Regions from separate parts of the Gossypium hirsutum genome. Here region 1 is linked to region 2. A link is a contact called in public Hi-C data. All regions are on one chromosome and are shown on one strand. Each heading gives the region's core, a stretch centred on a gene start, on an enhancer-like site or on the middle of the called end of the contact. The rest is flanking DNA. Distances are from core to core; before and after follow the strand shown. Region 1 has its middle 4.4 kb from the start of LOC107916963. Region 2 has its middle 13 kb from the start of LOC121215895.

Evidence for each region. Hi-C and Micro-C count contacts between places; a contact is called where the count stands out from the background.
Region 1: a contact with region 2 is called in a Hi-C map of leaf, with 1.7 times the contacts expected there. The contact joins two enhancer-like sites. A contact is called at or near these places in 2 of 34 Hi-C or Micro-C datasets (leaf and petal).

Annotation. Positions count from the first base shown.
Region 1 is chrA01:93,140,381-93,143,080 of Gossypium_hirsutum_v2.1, reverse strand. No RefSeq gene overlaps it. Among protein-coding and RNA genes, the nearest start is that of LOC107916963, 4.4 kb to the left of the region's middle. Within about 2 kb of position 1,305, at least 1 of the 9 cell types and tissues checked has an H3K27ac peak or open chromatin away from gene starts, as enhancers often do. A contact at or near this core is called in leaf, where this site is marked.
Region 2 is chrA01:92,976,406-92,979,105 of Gossypium_hirsutum_v2.1, reverse strand. No RefSeq gene overlaps it. Among protein-coding and RNA genes, the nearest start is that of LOC121215895, 13 kb to the left of the region's middle. Within about 2 kb of position 1,350, at least 8 of the 9 cell types and tissues checked have an H3K27ac peak or open chromatin away from gene starts, as enhancers often do. A contact at or near this core is called in leaf, where this site is marked.

The sequences.
Region 1 (2,700 bases), core at 56-2,555, 160 kb before region 2:
TATCATTTTAGTGGGCTAAAATACAATTTTATCTTTACTAATTTAAATTTTAAAAAATTTAAAGGGCCAAAATAGAAAATTTTCAATTTTAAGGGGACTAGGGCCCCTGCCAGCCTCCTAGATTCACCCCTCTTGGATGAACAATATAATTAGCTCCAATAAAATTAAAAATATAAAATAATGGTGAAATTAGTTGTTATAACTATGAAATTAAAATCAATTGTGAGATATATGTTTGATTTTGCAAATATCACAGTGATGGTGAAATGGGAATGAGCATAACCATTGAGGACATTAATATAAAGATGTATTGTTAAATTATATTTATATTTTTTTAATGATAATTAAAATTAAAATTTCTTTATTTTATAAGCTTATTTAAATGCTTTAAACAATTAACTAATTAACTAATTTATAAGTACATTTTTTATAATAAATAACTTAAAAGCTTGTAAACAAAAAATTAAAATAAATGACTAATTCCTTTAAAAATTAAATAAATCAACTAAATGAAAAGGCTAAACAAAATTGATTTAAAATATATTGAAGAAAACATAAATGAATAAAAATAAAATAATTAAAAAATCAAAACTCCATATTTCATACAAGGGATAATATAGTTTTCGACCCTTGAACTTAGCAACTAGGTCCCCACTTTGGTACTTGTATTTTTTTTATTCACTTAGGTACTTGAATTTAGTAACTAAAATCATTTTAATCTTTGAACATGAAAAATATAAAAGTCTAATGATGTAACACTTTGAGATTGTACAACATCATTATTTGAAAATTAATATATATATATATATAAAATTTTAGATGAAGACATGGTACAATCTTAGAGTGTCACATACAGTATTCTAATAATTGGATCAGTGGTTGACTTGGTTAGACCACTAATTTCCCATTCAATCGGTTTGATCGGTTCAACTACTAGACCAACAATAATTAAATAAATAATTAAAATCCATAAAATTTTAAAATAAAAAATTATTAAATCAGCTCAACTTATTCAACTATTATTTTTTGTCCCATTTTTTAATTTTTATTGATTTCGAGTAGTTTTCAATTCAATCGGTTCAACCATTTTATTTGGATTAGTATACTGAATAGTTTTCAATCCAGTCGGCTTGAACGACCAATCCATTCAAGTTCTAAGAACTAAAGATTAATTATCGAATCTTGATAAATTTCAAGTTTAAAAACCAAATAAATAAATCTAATTACCAAATTCATATAGGAAAGTTGTGGGTGTGAAAAGGACAGAAAAAGACTTTTCAATCGAAAAAGAGTGCAGGCCATAGGGATTAAAAGGTAAAATGTTCCTCCATTGGAGGTTGTTTCTATCAATGGAAAGAGATGGTGCGGTGTACGGTTGTTATTCAAATTATGCTTTAATGTGACTGAGAAAGATTAAAGAGGACTAAACCTCCAACCTTATAACCAACTTAACCAATCCATTCCATTAAATTAGTCTATTATATTGGTTTAGTGGATTATGATCTCCATTAAAATATTTATGTATCGATTATTAATCCCATACATTTAGTCATTTACTTAACTGATTTAATATATATATTATTTTAATAAATTTAAAATATTTATATAATATGTAAAATTAAGTTGGTTAATGAACCAATCTAAATTACTTTAAGTTTGTGGATAAGTTGGATTAATGTTATAGGTTGTCACTTAACTAAGTGATTTGCAAGTGATCCTAAAACTAGTTCATAAGGCAGAGTGAAAAATTTATGAAAAACTTATGTAACAAATAAATTTGTAAAAAAAATTGATTTAAAAAGTAAATGGAGTTTCAGTTGAAATGGTAAAAATATTTGACAATTATGGTATTTTTGGTTCAATCTCGTTAAATGCATTTTTATAAATTTCTTATTAATTGAAATGATAAAAATATCTTCACAATAATATTTATTATTTTATAAAAAGAAGATTTTTAGTAATTTTTCAACTGAGTTGAGAGTCGATTAGAAAGTGATACCAACGCTCAATAAAAATAAATTTATGTATTAAATTTATTAAAAATAATATAGTCATTGATGAAGGTAAATTTATTTTTGAGAAAAGAAATTTTGTAAATGAATTGTTAGTCAGAAATTGAAATCAATTTGTGAAATGCAAAGATTTATAGATGCAAGAGTAAGAAGTTTAGCTGCACACAAAAGCGGGGGGTGAAGATCGGATGCGGTGTTCCCATTGGGTGTGGGCGACTGGTAATTCAAATGAGACAGTTTCCTTTCCTATAAGTCTTCCTTTGAAACATTGTTGGTGGTTGGCGGCATGCTGCGTTTTCCTTGTGAATTTTAAGGTATCACCCCCCCCCCAACGTAAATGGATAATACATTTTATTTTTATTTTAATGTTAAATATTAAATGAATAGTGATTTAACTAGGGTCAAGCTAGAAAAAATCTAGACAATAATTTTGAACGGACTTGGACCACCATCTAGCTTCAACCATGAATCAAATCTTGTCGTACTCATATTTCAAATATTTTATATCTATTGTAAAGTTTTTGTTTTTTAATTGTTAAAAAGTGAATTAATCTAGTTTAGTGGTTAAGAGTTTTATTTATGTGCTTGAGGTCTTGTGTTTAGATCACTTTCCTTAAATTTTTGTTCCAACCCCTTTCTGTGAATATTTAGCTTTTCTATTATTTTTGCTTAACTATAACAAGAATGA
Region 2 (2,700 bases), core at 101-2,600:
GATCCCCACAATTTAAAAAGATTGCTAAAACTCTTCTAAAAGAAACTCGAGAGAAATTCTTGAAAAGAAAAACCCAGAGAGAATTTATTAACTCAAAAGAGGAATAGAATAATAATGAATTGAATGTATTTTGTACAATGCAAAGGCCTATATATAGGCTAGCTAAATAATTCTAAATAAAACTCCTAAGTATACTAGAATTCTAATTTAATCTTAAACAAGAAGTAGTTTTAAACTAAACTTTCTTGTTAACATAAAATTCCTAGATAACTTAAAGTACTTAATAATTGTCAAAAATTTGGAATAAAATAATAATAAAATAAAAAAAGTTGATAAATAAAATATGAGGCTCATATATAATAAAAAGTAAGCTTAAAACTCAAACCCAATATGAAACGTCTAGGCTTGTGAGATCAATTGGGGTACTTGAAGTGAAATGCCTAAGCTTGTCATCATAGATTGAGAGTTTAGGCCTACGAACATAATTAGTCTCTTCTAATTCATCATTACTCCAGAATTCATCATATTGAAACTTCAACTCTTCTTCTAGAATTTTTTTCATGATAATGTCTTGAACCACTAAGTTGAGTTTTAACTTCATCTGTTTGGATTTGGATCTCGTAATTGAGCCTTGAAGGAAACTAAGCTCATCTCTATTATGGCCTTTGAATTAGGCTGAGTTGCTCGTATCAACTTGTCAACTCAATTAACTTGAAATTGTTTCACTCGATTCGATCAAACACTTACCCCTACAAGTAGTGGAAGGCAGGGATGTTTCACTAGGTTAGTGATATGTGTGGACTTAAAGAAACCACTGTCTCGAAAATCAAGTTTAGTGTTTGTATTTAGAGAATCGAATATGACTCACTTCTAATTGTCAACTTTAAATGTGGGATTTATGGCCATAATATAGATTTGTGCACGGGAAATAAGAGCAACTCATTAAAGACGTTTTAGCAGGGGAGAACCAGTGGTAAAAAAAATTGGTCCTCAATGGTGTGCAGAAGAGGAAACATATGAGCCATGGATGCTTGTGGAGCCTTGACAAATATGGAAGGTTCGGAGTACGAAAATAGTGAGAAATGATGTTTCTGGCAATGAGGCTCATGGTTTTTAGCTCTGACAGTGGATTTGAGTGAATCTAATCCCAAAATTAGCATCGTGGATAGAGGGAGCCAGCCTAATCAAATCAAAAGGCATGATTTATGGAAGAACCATATCACAAAGGCTGGGAAATTTGGGCAAAAAGAGACATATTTGGGGATGAAGCTAAATCTAATAGTAAAGGGATTGTGATTAGAGGTAAACCTAGAGTTGGTCCAAAAGTATAACGACCCACTAATACCAATATTGGGTCAACTGTTAAGAATAGGGGAAATGGGTTTGATGATGCCTCTAGAATAGGCCCACTTGTCCCAACTGTTAGGATAAAAGTTTCAAATTTTCGCTTGTATCTTTCCAGTCGAAATTGGACAGAAACAAACATGGGGTAATTCGAGTGGTTGAGAGTGGAGAGTACGATGCTATAAAAGGGAAAGAAAAAAGTGTGTTTCAATTTGGAGAGTCAAGTATTGGGTGTTCAAACCCATATGTGCAAACTTTTAAGGACGGTAACGTTTAATGGAAGAAATCATCAAATCACGAGCTAGGAGGTTCTGTGAATCACATGGTGGAGTAGAGGGTATTATGCGGGAACATGATACTGATTTTCTGACGGATGTGCTACTTTTGGATGTGGAAGTTATGGATGATGATGATATTGGTAATAATGAGATTAGTTGTTAAGTTTTTTTATACAACTTGTGTTGGCTTGTTCGTGTTTTCTATTGTTATTCGGTTTATGGATTTAAAACTCTTTTTCTAGGATTGCCAAGGAATAGGGCATCCCTTTTTCCATAATTTTGTGGCTATAGGAGAGAGTTTTGCCTAGATGTAATGTGTTTTTTGAGACATGGGTCAGTGGTATTCAAGCGAATAGAATTATTACAAAATTGGGTTCGCAAATTCATTAAGAATTGAAGCAATGGGCTTTTCTGGGAGGATTTTGATTCTTTGGTGTGACAATGTCTTCGTTGATATTCTGGATTTGTATCCATAGGTGATTCTTATGAGGGTGAGAAACAGATAAGGACCCTCTAAGTTTTTGTGTTCAACAGTGTATGCTAGCCCACAACCAGCAACGCAACGGAAGTTATATAAGTATTTTGATTTTCTTGCTAAAACTATTGGGGAATCGTGGGTTATAAAAAGAGATTTTAATTTGATTTTGGAGCTTTGGAAATGGGCATGTGGTGCAACAAGCATAAGAATGGATATAATGGTTTTCAGAATTTCCTGTTTGATAATAGTCTTCAAGACTTGGTTTCTGCAGGCCTCGATTCACCTAAAGCAGAGCCAATCTTGCACAATGTTTGGATAGAGCTATATGTAATTTGGGTTGGTATGCTTTTGCGTCGAATTGCTCAATAAGTAATTTGTATCATCTGAAGTCGGATCATTCAATTTTGGTTTCCCACAATTAGTTGCAAAGCAGAGGTACTAGACCTTTTCGTTGTTTGGCTAATTGGTTGCTTCATGCGGAGTTTAAGGCTCTTGTAAATAGTAGTTGGAAAAATTATATGGATGTGTTTACTAACTTAGAGCATTTCCAAAAAGAGGTCCAAGAATGGAATAAGCGTGTTCTTTGAAATATTTTTGTCC